Linked DNA regions of Zea mays: region 1 is linked to region 2. Evidence: chromatin contacts called from public Hi-C data. All regions are on one chromosome and are shown on one strand. Each heading gives the region's core, a stretch centred on a gene start, on an enhancer-like site or on the middle of the called end of the contact. The rest is flanking DNA. Distances are from core to core; before and after follow the strand shown.

Region 1 (7,008 bases), core at 385-2,884, 200 kb after region 2:
ATTTAGAGGACTTCAGACTTCAACTATGATCCTTTGTTGCTTTGGTTCATTAGTTTGCATGCTTCCGCTATTATTATTATCATGTTAAGAATCCAAGGAATTACAATTAAATTGCACTTATATTTGAGGGTGAGATTCAAACTGAGAGCTCAACATGTGATAGTTAACCTAGAATTATCATGAAACACATGACTGATTAACAGAACACCTAGGATAGTGATAATCCCATACAAGGGTAGCCTACTGGTATTTGTAGAGGTTGTTTTACTGTGTATGCATTATTCCGAAATGCAATTCACATGAGAATTAAGTTCTCAGAATCAAGCAACACAATGCATAGTATAATTGCATACCTTGGTCTTGGCCTGCGCGGCTGATATCGTTCCTCTCCGGATGGCGGGGGCAAGATCCTTTCCTTCGTCCGTACTCTCCAGCGGCACACTGGCGTGCGAATGAAGGGGGCGTGGCGGGGGAATGAAGGGGGCAGGGTGGGGGAATGAAGTGGAGCGGGATTTGAGCAGGGATGAACTAATTAATGACGACGAATTGATGCGGGCAGTTGTTGGCGGATAGCTCGGGGCGAATAGCGCGCGGGTGTGCGGGCGTTTGCGGTGGCTGTTCGTGGAGAGGTCTTGGCATGGGCGGCGAGCGTGCGCGTAGTGAGCGGCATGGCGGCGGGATGTGCGGGCGGTAGGAGATGGCGACGGGATCCCCGGAGGCAGGGCGTGCGCGCGCGGGATTCCGCGAGATCCGCGGGTGGTAGCGCGCGGGGCAGGGATCGGGTCGCGCACGTCGCGCACGCCGGCGGAATCGCGGCGACGAGCGCGGGATCCGGCGGGAGGTGGTGGTGTGCGGCGCGAGATCCGCGGGAGGTAGCGCGCGGGGGCAGGGATCGGGAGCCGCACGTCACGCACGCCGGCGGAATCGCGGCGACGAGCGCGGGATCCGCGGGAGGTGGTGGTGGGCGACCGAGCGCGCGCCGGGGTGGGGGTGAGCGGCCGAGCGCCGAGGGCGCGGGGGATGCGCCGAGGTACGCCACACGCGCGGGGGATCCGCGGGAGGCACGTCGCGCACGCCGGGAATCGTGGCGGGGTTGGAGCGGCCGAGCGTGTAGGGAGACAGGGGAGCGGGGGCAGTCTACATTTGACCCTTAATAGTTAGTAGAGATTCTTGATTTTTTTTTGAGACTTTGGACACTCGTCGTATTTAAAATATTTATTAAAAATATAAAATTTTAAGTCAATCACAAAATACTTTAAGTAATAAAATAATTCACAAAAGATAAACGATAATTTATTATTATTTTAAATAAAACGAGTGATTAAATTTTTTTAAAAAATTAACGATATCATATATTTATGAACTATTTATGAACGGGAGAGTACATGTTTGTAAAATAAAGTTTAAAATAGAAGTAATATTAAAAGTGGGATAAGAAGTCTTATAAAACTTAAAACAGACACCAGCGCAACGGATGGAACGGCCGGCGAAACGCTCTTCGAACGGAAGTCCGGACGCCAGAAACTCCGTTAATTCTGTTAAGGCAAGCGGATTTCATTCTAGTTCTAGCGCTTTGTCTTGCTGGCGGTCGTGCTCGTGCACCTAGCTAATGGACCCTGTGCCATTAGCCGGTTGGGTCTTTGTGGTAGAGGACTTCCGCTTTGGCAGGAGGCCCAGCCCGACTAGGGTTCTGTCCACCTTCCAGGTCCTTCGAACTTCCACGCATTCCTACTACTCCTGGCTCCCGCGACCTGACGCCGCCACTCCTGACTTCGCCATCCGGCGATCACCAGAGCCCTAGCTCCGGCGTCTCTAGCGATCCCCAAAACCCACTCCGCCGCATTTCTGCCGACTTGGCCGGATTGGTCGCTTATTGAGATGGTACGTTGTACTCTTTTCCTCTTCCTTGTATTGCTCGCCCCCCTCTTTCCTCGTTAGTTTTTTTTTTCATCTGCCGAAGGCCTTGCCAGAAGCTTACTTTCCTATAGGCATGGGTTCCGCGACCAACGGCCGCGAGTACGGGCCCCTCCCCGTGCTTCAGCTGAGACCTCTAAAAGTATCTTCTTGGAAGCACAGCACCATATGGTGTCGTGTGGCAGTAGTGTCGCTATAGAACTCCAGCAGGGCGCTCTACTCGAATCCTCTCCGTATAGGTTCGTTCATGGTTGCATAAGGTAAGATTTCGTGAAATTATGTTGGAATAATGTTCCATCCTTGAGAGGAGCAAGGCATCTAGGCCTATCAGACTTGAAATTTCCACCACCCTATTTTAAGAGAGCTTTATTCCCCAGTCTTAGAGTTTGTTTGGATACCAAGAGCTATTTGTTAGCTGGCTAAAATTAGTCAAAATTAGCATTTGCACATCCAAACAGGAGGGCTAATAAATATTTTTTTTATCCAAGACTTCAATTAGTTGTTAACCAACTAGCTAGCGAACCACAACATAGTTAAAGCTAATTTTTAGCACAACTAGTATCTAGCTCTAGCTGATTCAAACATGCCTGCCAAGCCATGACCACCATGTCCATACAACATAATGGTGGGTTTTTCACCTAACAGCTCACAAGCAAGTCTTTACCAGTCCCCAAAGGACTACCAAACCATAAAAGCAGAAACAAGTTTGAGGTGGAACACGGTAATTAGCGCACTCTCCTACGCTAATAAGCTTGTTAACTTGTCGCCTATCGGCATTCCTTTGTCTTCCATCTTGTCTTTCGAGCCACCAGAAAACCAGCTCGCCTGTTGAATGCTTGACTTGATGCCAGTTTCTTCATGTCTTCCTCTGAGATCAGTCCATTAGCCTGACCAGGGCTGAACCCAGCGTTTCTTTACACAGCTACAGTTTTGTCCAACTTTGGTTTTTTGTTCACTGGGCAGTGAACACAGGATTATCCAATTCTGTGTTATTCCAGTAATCTTTTCCAGCAGCTTCTTCAAGCTGCTCCAGGAAGAGTTCTGAAAACATCTAGCCTTTCTTAGCTTTCAAATACCCAATAAGGCCGCACAACTGATCACATTGACTACTTAAAACTTTGATTACTCAGACAGCATTTGCCAGTGGATTCAAAATCACTACCGATTTCAATAGGTAAATCCTAATAACCGGAGACTAAAATTTCCAAAGCTGCTCTGCAACAAGACATTCAAAAAACAGGTTGTGCTACTCATTCTTTCTCACATCAAAATAAACAACATTCATCCTCTACCTTTCTCCTCTTACTCAGATTATCTCTAGTAAGAACTTTATTTTTTGGGAGAAAATACACAGTAAAAAATGAACTCTAGGGGATATTTTAATAGACCATAGGCTTGGGATATAAATAAGAAAATACCTCTAAATTTAACTTTTTTATGCTTTTTTAGTATGTAAGGGCCTAAGGGGTTCAAATAGTATTTGACATATGGTAAGGAAACTTTCTTAAATAAAAGATTGGAACTGTGCTCATAAGTTTGTGTGATTTTCACACTGTTTTTTCTTATTTTGTGATGCTCTGCAGATTTGTTTACATTTTTTCCGGAGGCACAAAAGCTTTGTGTGTCATTTTTTATAGAAATATAAGGAGGGAATGCAAATAAGTCTAAGTACATAGTGTGTAAGCCTAAGTGTCATAGGCCATTATTTCAATCATGAGCATAACAGCATATTGCATGAAGGATTATCTTGATCCAATAAGAATAGGACCGAAGAGGGAAAAGTAGGTTGCATATGCTTTGTTTTTTTAACACAAGTGTTTGATAGCCCCGATGTGTTGTTTGCTGGACATTAGTACTGCTAATGGGATCAAATTAGTAAACCCCTAGAATTTCAATTGCTTACTGGCTAAAGAAGGGTTTTTACATGCTTATCTTTCTGCTGGTTTTTTTTTATTATATGATTCTTCAGTTCATTGGGTCTGCGGATTGTAGCTAGCATAATGATGGAATGAGTCCGATTTGAAAAGAATGCATGCTCCTTGTTTTATTTTAAATATTACTTAGGAACTCTGTAATTTTCAACTAATAACTGCCGTGTAATCTATAAGCTATTTCTTGTTGCCATTTAATGCATCTTATCAATATTTGCTAATATAGTTTTATAGGTTCTGGTACTTTGACGATCCAATTGATGGTAATATTTTCATTTTGATGCATGAATAGTGAGTAGACCAAAACAGGAAGAGCTAAAAGGTTGGCTATGTAATAACTAATAAGACAAAGTTGTAGATATGTTATTTATTTGTATTATTTTCTGCAGGCTACGCCACTTATAGCGGGACTTGCAATTGCAGCAACTGCCCTTGCTGGCCGATATGGCGTCCAAGCTTGGCAAGCTTATAAGGCAAGGCCTATAGTTCCAAGGATGCGGAAATTCTATGAAGGTGGCTTTCAACCTACAATGAACCGAAGGGAAGCTGCATTAATCCTTGGTGTCAGGTACACAATACATACAAGTTACATAATATCTGCAGTTCTTCACCATAATCGAACATTGTTTATGTTTCTGTTTACATAAAATCTGCATAATTGATATCTTGCCTATGAATACTCAATTATATAGTTCCTTTTGAATTATTTAAGCTGGCTACAAGGAAAATAAACACAAGGATCTTTCCCCAAATACGTCTTGCATCTTGCTATCTGCTATCCCTGATTAGTTGGCTAAATCCTGGGGGAATGCATGTAATGGGTCATTTGACATAAGTGCTGCAGTGCATGTTTAATGAAGACAGCATATGTTAAAAAGTATGAATATAAAAAGGTTCTTGATACACTCTAAACCACAGTAGACAGAATCTTTAGCTGCAAGTTACCATTGTACGCATAAAAAATCTGTTTAATTGTTGGGCGCTTCAGTAATTTCCAACTAGACAAATTACAAATAAGACAAAGGGAACTCCACTCCTTCCAAATAAGGAGTAATTCTGATAGGAGAGATTTATTCAAACAAATGAAACAGCTATGTTTTGAAGGTTATGAATTGAGATACTAGATTCAACCGCTTAGATCTGTAAGGCTATGGCCAATAGATCATGCATATGGCTGTGCAAAACACTGTTTTGCATTGTAGACTGCACTGTTTACAAAGTGGAGTTTGAAATGACAGATAAGGATGAGTAAGCTGTTGGAGATAGCCTAATGGAGTAGGGGGCTTGATCAGCTATTGCAGAAATAATTACTGTATAAGTAGAAGAGCTGGAGTAAAGTTACAGAACAGATTTGTCAAGTGAGATAGGATAGGTAGCACCTCAGTGGTATGTGGATGAGGAAATATCTAATGGCAAGGTCTTACTCTTAATTTAACACCATATTTAAATAAGACACTGCCCCCACATTTTGGATACCAAATCACATAAATCGTATAACCCCACGGGTACAGGGGTAGAATATATGGTTATTAAAGCGGTAAAACATTAAAACGTTATCACCTCCGCTGCCACCCCTAATCCTCTAAATGAAATTTTAGAGTTCAAATATCATAGATCCAAGATTGAAATTTGTCTCGTATCAGGTAATTGCTTATATCAAATAGTTGATCTGCCCCTCTTGTAGTGCAAGCAAGTGTGCAGTGTTGGGAGTACATAGCTTCAGAGTAACTACATTGGTGTTCTTTTGTTCGTTTTTCTGTAATTTCCCATTCCTATAATAAAGAGCGGGGAGCAAAACGTGGGTTGTGAGCACGTCCACGTCATCACCTTCATTCTCAGCCATTTGATCTCCTGCCAACGGCCACGAAACGCAAGAAATGGCTGCAGCAGCTTCCTCTGTATAATGTTGCCTTTCCACCAGACAACAGGATTCTTCCAGAGAGGAAACAAAAGGGTGGTGGTAAAGGAAAACAAACGCATCACGTGTCTTCGTCTCTCTGAAGAGACGACACCGTCGAGGTCGGCAATAGTGAGTCAACGGTTGTGGGGACAAGTTGTCCTCTGTGTTCTCTCCTCTATGCTCCTGCACAATCGAGGTGCGACGCCACATGAGGCTTCCATGGAGAACTCAGGCTAGGGCTTGGACTCGCACCACCCACCACTCAGCCGTGGCTGCTGGCCCTCCGCTGGAGCACCATGCACTGGGCTTGGCCAAACGGCGCGACGCGTCCGCCTCCTCCTGCTCCCGCGTGCTGCAGGCCTCAGTTGGAATATGGAACCCATTACCCATTTGGTGGCGGCGGCAGCGCACAGGGACGCTCGGCAGCTACTAGTTCCTAAAATAATTAAATATAACTGAGCCTGACTCAAAACATTCCCCTACAAATTCAGTCTCTCCTTGCAATGGTTTTGGTCCGTTTTCTACTTTGTCCAAAAATAAATACTATGGTTTTTTTTCAGTTTCTGACAAATATATGAAATATTTCAGATATTCAATCAGTTGTTCTTCATTCCAGCATACTGAATCAAATCTTGTACTAACTCTTCAAATTTGCATCTGTACTAGTGTGGTCAGTCATTCTTGAGTTTTTATAAGTGTCGCTGCTTAGTGATTAAACGTTTTTTTTTCATGCTAGCTTATAATTATTGATGTTTCCAGGGAAACTGCCAACGCAGAGAAGGTAAAAGAGGCGCACAAGAGGGTTATGGTCGCCAACCATCCAGATGCTGGTGGAAGTCATTACCTTGCGTCAAAGATTAATGAGGCGAAGGATGTGTTGTCAGGGAAAACAAAAGGAGGTGGGTCGGCCTTCTGATTGTAGAATTAAGAATGCACTCTCTGCTAGAAGGATAATTTTGTGCCTCTAAATTTAGCATTAGAAGATACTGTAGACCGCAGTTTAGTCTTGGTATTGCGAAAATTTCTGGGCAAAGCATATTGGGCCTTCTGTGAAGTAGTTATCCAGTGCTTATTATTTATTAATACTCTCAGCTGTGCCTGCTTCTATAAAGATATACATGATGAAGGTTACATCACAACATGTTTCTTCACAACTAAGTCTCATGTCGTGGGATCTTCATTGCTCTTCGTTAGATTCTGCTGCTGTTGAATCTTTTTTTCTTCAGCAGTTTTTAGAGTAAATGTTGGCATATCCATGTGCCA
Region 2 (7,157 bases), core at 287-2,786:
CCGTTCTCGCCGGAAGCCGGGATCCTTCCCGTTCTCCGCCCGCTCGTCCGTCCGTCCGTCCGTCTGCCCGCTGCTATAAATACACGGCTCGTCACCCTCCCCGCTCCCGTTCGTTGCCGTCCCCCCCCCCCCTCTCGGGTCACACATACGGGCTGGCAATTCTCTGCTCCCTGCTTCGTTTTCCAGCGGCCACGCACGCGGTCGGGTTGCGTTTGCGTCTCCCCTCCGGCACCCAAGCTTCCGTCACCTCTTCCTTCCCCAAGCCGTCGGTCTCCGCCGCTGGCCTGCCGGGTGGGACTCGGCGTGGGCGCGCCTGGACCGGACCGGACCCGCCCGCGAGGTACTACGCCACCACCCTCGATCCAGCTGTTTCCCCTCTGGTTCTCGCGCGATGATCGGCGGCGTGGTCCGTGTAGAGATGCGCCTCGACCCTGTATCACCCCCCCCCCCCCCCCCCCCCCGGCCCGCCTTGCCGCCGGGATTTTTGGCGCTACAGCCGGCGATTCGACGCGCTGTGTTTCTGATGAGTGCGAGGCGCGCTTTAGAATTGTTGAGCCGTGCAGAGATCTCCCCCCCCCCCCCCCCCCCCCCCCCCCCGTTGATCCAATCGGCCTGCTTGTTGTTTATTAGTACCTATGTGGGATTGCAAATTGCATGATTAGGGGACGTTTCCTTTTTTGCAAATTGCATGATTAGGGGACGTTTCCTTTTTTTCTTCTGGTAAGCCATCATGAGCTACCATAATTCGTTTCCGGATAGGGTACAATTAATAGGCAAAGTTTGCTTCTTTTACAGCCCAACCTGTGCTTTCCGTTTAGTGGATGCACTCCCTTTTTATTTGGGATTTTTGAATCTGAACTAGGGGCACAGATTTAAAAATACACCCCCTTTTTTTTGCCCCCCCCATAAGCAATACTGTCGTACCTATACGAATCGTCGTAATTGTTCATCGAAGGTTACCATTTATATGTCTTCTGCATCTTCTACTTACCTCAGTTCGTAAGAGTAACTCCAATAGTTATGTAAATTTTAGCTCTCTAAATCACATATTTAAGAAGTTGCTAAATGGCTTTTGGAGTAAAAAGATGTGAGTTCTGCAATAGTTCTCTAAATATAGGTTGTAATTTTGTTTTGTATTTATCCACCTAAAAACTAAGTCACAAAAACTATATAATGCAGTCAACATTTTTGTTTAGGGAGTTGTTAAATAGTTGCTAAATGTAGAGAGAAAATGAGGTTAGATGACAAGTTGTTAAATTTAGAAAGTTAATTTAGAGAACTGTTGGAGAATAGTTTTGTGTGTGTCGACTGTCGAATCAAATTTTATTTTTATTTTTTAAAAATGGCAAAAAAACTTTATTTATATTGGAATGCCTGTCCAGGATGGTCCTACTGTTTCAATCCAAGCTACCCCTTGGGTACGTCGTATCTGCTTTTGACATCTTAGGTTCCATCGACGGAGAATGTGCTATAAAACTCCAGATAGATGGGTCTGATGGGTGTTCGCATTTGCCTTACTTGATTAACTACTCAAATAGGATGCGGAGATGCTAAGTAGGAATTCTTCTCGGACCTCCACCAAGCACCTGTTATCTGTGTATGCGGAGAAGTTAGGTAGGAATTCTTCTCTGACCTCCACCAAGCACCTGTTATCTGTGTACTCCATGCATCATTGGTGTTATCCTCTCGCTGTATTTGGATTTGCTGGTTGTGTTTTCGCTACTTGAGGCATCTGATTTTTTTAATGATGTTCACTGGAAGCATTGTTTGTTTGTCATTTATTCGGTTGGTTCTGTGATGTGTTGATTAACCCTTCCCCTTTAGGATTTAGATTTATATTATTATATTTGCTGCCTTATCACCTTGGTTCTAATCCAGGTTTCTGTTTAATTATAGTGTAAACATGAATTCGACATTGTCATTTGTACGATGATGTTAGACTGCAGCGAATATTGGTAAACCGTAGTGCTTATTTAGTGTATCTTTAACATTTTTTTTGGTTATGTGACTGATCATGCATAGGGAAGGTGTTTTCTAACCTCTCAGCTATGTAAATTTGGAAAGCAAGAACTGATACACGAGAAAAACTACTTCAGCTTGTCCTCAGCTTTGCATGCTTGCTCTGATTAATATTTGCAAGACGAACCTTATCCGAAAGAAATCCAAGCTAGTTATCTGTTGAACTTGGTGTAGGGTGGATTTACCAATGACCAGATGAAGGGCAGAAGCTCACCCGCCAGTAATTTTAGGAATGTCATAGTTTGGTCCCTCTGGGCATGTACCGTTTGAAGCCTTTCTTCTCTCATTTGCATCTGCCTTTTCTTTTTATAGTTTGCTTGTTTGTGCTATGTAAAGCAAAACTAATTTTGTTTGATTTCTTACTAAGAATGTATACAAAGTTTGGAAGGAATAATGTGATATACATTGTGTTTGTAAATCTATTTGATAGAGTGCCTGTTTATAAAAAAATGTTAATTTTCTAGTTTTTGGGGCCTTTATGCTATATTTGAAATTCTACTTGACATTATCATGGATCATTTTCGCTGTAAGGTTCCATGTAGCTGAGTTTAGATAATTTCCTTTGTCAGTTTGTATCTTGTACTATCATTGTGGGTGATAAGGACACTTTCAAGTGCTAAGGTCTGTATTCTGTTGTCTATTTACCAGCTGTTTACCTGTCAAGGGATGTGAATGATTCAGCGTAAAACCTTATAGTGCATTTGCTTGTCAATTACGGAAGAATGATTTGGACTGCATATATTTCACAATGCACATGTCTCATAAAGGGTGTTTCTTCCATGTTTTTGGTGTGATCTTTCAGTTGTATGAATTGATTGAAATTCTGAATTCTTGTGTTGTATATCCATGTACTGGAAATCAAACATTGAAGATTGAACATGGAATGAACTTGAACGATTTTGGTACTTGTTTTGTGATATCTTACACACAATATATGTAGTGCCATATTTTGGAATGAACTAGTTTGTGATAAACTTCGTGGCAACACATGCTTTCATTTGAGTCTGGTTACGTGATACCAAATTATTGATATCCATTTTGTTTTTCATCTCCAGATTATTAAGTGCAGTTGGGCCTGACTTGTTTTATGGCTCGAAATAATGAGGGCCATCTCGAGCTGCCAGAGATGGATCAAATTCAACCCAAGAACATCCCACACAATGAATCACTGCCTCTAGGTAGCTGGACTGACTCAAGTACTCTTTACTTGTTTAAATTTTATCGAAATGTGTGATAAAATAAATAACATTTTTTCTAATCTCAGGCCAGAAGCTTCTCCTGCATCATGGAAGTGATGCGCCCCTTAGAATTGGTCATTCAAGTCATGGAAATATGGGACTTAGAATAAATGATCTTCCATCTTCAAGTCGCACTGTGCAGACTCTAGGTTATAGAGTTGGGAACCCAGGAACCTCGCATGCTCCCTTTGTTCATTTTCATGCTGGAAGTTCTGGTAGCCATTTACCAGACCCTGCTGTGAATTATCCACATAGGTCTGAGGAAGGCTTCGCTCCAGTGGGTTCCCATATGGACAACAGAAGGGCTGCAATGAAGCGAAAAGGTCCCAGTGTACACCCTGCAGGGATCAGTGCTACTGGTTATTATGTTGGAAGTTCTTCCAGTACTCAGCCATCTAACTCTGTGCAGCCAAATGCAGCTCCACTTGCTGAGCCCTTTCTCCGTCAAATACCTTTAAGCATTGACCAAAGTGGTTGGGATATCCAACACTTGATTCACCAAGAAGGGTTTCAGAGGAATGTGAGAGCACGCCACAGTAGTATTCCATTAGTACCCAGATCAGCTTCAACATACCCATTAAACATAAACAGTGTTCATGTGCCGTCATTCGGTTCAACCGCAAGTGCTTCCTCAAGTGCACCAGTGGAAATGAACCAAGTGCCTGTTTCTTTGCCAACAAGAACTCTACCATCAGGTTAGTATTGGTAGGAGCTGCTTTCATGAATTGATTTAAAACATGATGCGAAACGTGACTTTTGAGTCTGAACTGAACTATCCATTTTGTTTTAATTGATAGCAGTTTCTGCTATTGATTTAGTTTACCATTGTTGATACTTAAATAGTGCAGAAAATTTTATGGTTTTGTAGGTGCACCAGGTATGACTAGCAGGGTCCCAACAGGGAGGGCTTACTATCCTGTGGTTGGAAGCAGCAGCAGCAGCTCAAGTGTTGGTGCTGTCCCAACTATCCACGGATCATCTGGCGCTGCAATGTTTGCTAACGGTGGCTATGTTCCTAGTAGTGTTCATGCTGGAACTGTTCCGATCTTCCCTAACCCAGCGCCTGCTACTTCATCTGGCTCCAGAGCCATGCCCCACCAGATGGTCATTCAGAGTCATCCAGCTGCTACTTCCGCAGCAACATCTACATCCATGCGGACCGCCCAACCATCATTACCTGCCAGAACCGCAGCGGCTTCCAGACATGCAAGGCATGTGTCAGCAGGGCTTGCCAACAACGGAAGGTACAGAAGGGCCAGGAGCTCTTACTACAGGCTTCATCCATTGATGGTAGAGGCAGAGGTAGATAGCCTTTTTCTTCCCTACTGTTTCAATGAAGTTGAGTTTAAGTCTTTGTCGAACCTGAAACTGATGTTGCTGCTGGTCGTGAAGCGGTTCATGATGGACCACTTGGTCTTCTACGAATCGAGAGCAGCAGCTGCTGACCCCCACAGGGACATGAGACTGGACATTGACAACATGAGCTACGAGGTAAGCGGCGGTACTGCGTTTTCGCTGTTCCGACTGTGTCTTGTTCCGGAAATTTTGAAAGATTTCTTAGTAACTAATGTTTTTGTCGTCCGTCCATAGGACCTGTTGGCTCTGGGAGAAGCTATGGGCAATGTCAACACAGGCCTGGCCGATGAAAAAGTTTCCGAGTGCGTGAAAGAAGTGGTCTGCTGCAGTTCTGACCACACGCAGATGGACCAAGACGACGGAAGCTGCGCCATTTGCCTGGTATATTTCATCAAACACGTTCCTGTTAAAGACACGCTTATTACCATTACTACTCACTCAACCATGGCCCCCGAAATCTGCTGGACTCTACTTCTACTGACCGACGGATGCGTTCGTTCCCCGACAGGAGGACTACAGAGACAAGGAGGCGCTGGGAATACTCAAGTGCAGGCACGACTTCCACGCCGGCTGCATCAAGAAGTGGCTGCAGACGAAGAACTCGTGCCCGGTGTGCAAAGCGGCCGCGGCCTAGTAGGGAGGGACACGCCAGATGAGGAGGAGGAGGAGCAAGCGACTGTTGCGCTCGATCCGATTCATTTTTAGGCTCAGGTCAAGATGTATGCCGTCTCATTCTTTTTTTTCCCATCCTCCTAGCCAGGGCAGCCGTGTAAATAGATGCTCTTATGGGATTAACTATTTTCTCTTGGGTTACATTGGCCCAGATTCTTTTGTTGTATTTAACAATAACAACCCAGTTGTGGAAGACTGGAAGGTATTGATCGTCAAGTGGTTATACATTAGTCTCATGTCGGGGTTTTCGGATCCGCCGACACTTGAAATTAGTTGCGAGGTATACCTCTTTTGGACGGTGAAGTTTGGTACACGGAATCTTAGTTGTGGAGGCGAAGTTACAATTTCTATGGTGAAGCTGCTTAGGGGCAACTTCTGTCTGAAGTTGTTCTTTTTCTTTTTCCCTATGGACTTCAATTGTTTAGAAGCATCTTGCTTGGGGGATCATCCGAGAGGGGGCTTGCTGACCTGAGATGTTCGTGCATGTACTCTACTCTACGTGGATGCGGCACCGAGCTGATGGGGACGGTTGGATCGGATGTTAGCGTCGTACTAGGCCGAAGAACACGTACGCCGCAGCGACGCATCTCGATCCTAGCAGTTTTTTGTTTTCCCTGCCAGGCTGAAAAGTAATTGTCGAACCAATTCCTACCCCCCCCCCCCCCCCCCCCCCCCGGAAATAAAACGTTAGATGCACCGGCTATTCACGATGAAAGAAATGCACCAGCTGCTCGTTTACTTTTTGTCTCCCCGAAATATTCCCTGGCGATCTCGTCGTTCATATGCTGGTTTGGTGTTGGTGACGCAGCTGGACACAGTGCCCTTTGTAGCGAGGAACAGCCAGGGGAGAGAGAGCCCTGGTAGTATAGCATGCAGCCTGAGGCCCCGGCACAAGGCCCGGTTTTTTGGCCTAGCCTAAACACTGGAGTCGTGCTTGGGCCAGCTCGGCCCAATAAACCAGGCCATGTCTGAGCTGCGAACAATGCCTGCCGGGCGGTCCGGCCCGCCAGAAAAGACAGGCACAGGGCCGACCCGGTGTTGGGGAGCGGGGCATAAGCCCAAGGCGCCTAGCCTCCCGTCCTCCACCCCATCTCGTCTCACTGGCACACGGCCTCGACCCTCGGCTCTTAGTCTCCGGCTCTCCGCTCTCCCCACTCGATTCGCTCGCCCGCTGCTTCGTCACCGTCTCATCGTCGTCACCGCCGTCGCCACTGCCGAACCTTCGTCACCGGCGACATCGGCGGGTCTCCTACTCTCTTTCTGTGTGGCTCGCCCCTCTCTGGCTCTCCCTCGGTCCCTCCCCAATCCAAAAAATCCCTAACCTTAATCTCCTCTTCTCCGGCTCTCCCTCCCGCGTCGTCATGCACTTGACGGGTTGACCCTCGTCTCCAGCTCTCCCTCTCAGTCTAACAATTATAATTACAGTACTTATTTTGCTGATGTTAAGACTGAGTTGTATAAGCTATATGCCTATGAGGATGATTTTGATATCTTAAATTGGTGGAATGAGCATAAACTAACCTATCCAATTCTTTCAATTATGGCTAGAGACATTACATCTGTTCCTGCCTCAACTACTTCAAAGTCTACTTTCGGTTTGTTTGGCAGGATTCTTGAGGATCGGCGACAGCGCTTGAACGCAGAGACAGTTGAGATGTTGGTATGCATCAAAGATTGGGAGCTAGGCCAACAACGGGCACAACATGATGTGGTGGACAATGAGTTAGAGGAGTCCTTCAAGGAGCTCTGACTGGATGAAGGTGTTGTTGCTGCTGCCTGAGTTTGTATTGATCTTGTGAGGTTGAGACTATGAAATGTAAAGTGTTTCTGATTTCTGATTTGATCTGACACTTTGGCTTGTAATAACTTTGA

The links. Hi-C and Micro-C count contacts between places; a contact is called where the count stands out from the background.
Region 1: a contact with region 2 is called in a Hi-C map of leaf, with 4 times the contacts expected there. The contact joins the promoter of LOC100280541 here to the promoter of LOC103649729 in region 2. A contact is called at or near these places in 2 of 25 Hi-C or Micro-C datasets (ear and leaf).

What each region holds. Positions count from the first base shown.
Region 1 is chr3:15,201,519-15,208,526 of Zm-B73-REFERENCE-NAM-5.0, forward strand. LOC100280541 (mitochondrial import inner membrane translocase subunit TIM14) reads left to right here and starts at 1,635. Exons shown (of 3, transcript NM_001153460.2): 1 at 1,635-1,881; 2 at 4,235-4,413; 3 at 6,505-6,874. The coding sequence starts at 1,879. The coding sequence ends at 6,661. It overlaps LOC103649736 (probable glucuronosyltransferase Os01g0157700), which reads right to left. Exons shown (of 3, transcript XM_008675467.3): 3 at 6,801-7,008. The coding sequence ends at 6,907.
Region 2 is chr3:15,006,398-15,013,554 of Zm-B73-REFERENCE-NAM-5.0, forward strand. It overlaps LOC103649729 (E3 ubiquitin-protein ligase MBR1), which reads left to right and starts at 1,537. Exons shown (of 7, transcript NM_001324269.1): 1 at 1,537-1,614; 2 at 3,075-3,197; 3 at 3,284-3,952; 4 at 4,126-4,559; 5 at 4,650-4,748; 6 at 4,848-4,994; 7 at 5,122-5,557. The coding sequence starts at 3,107. The coding sequence ends at 5,247.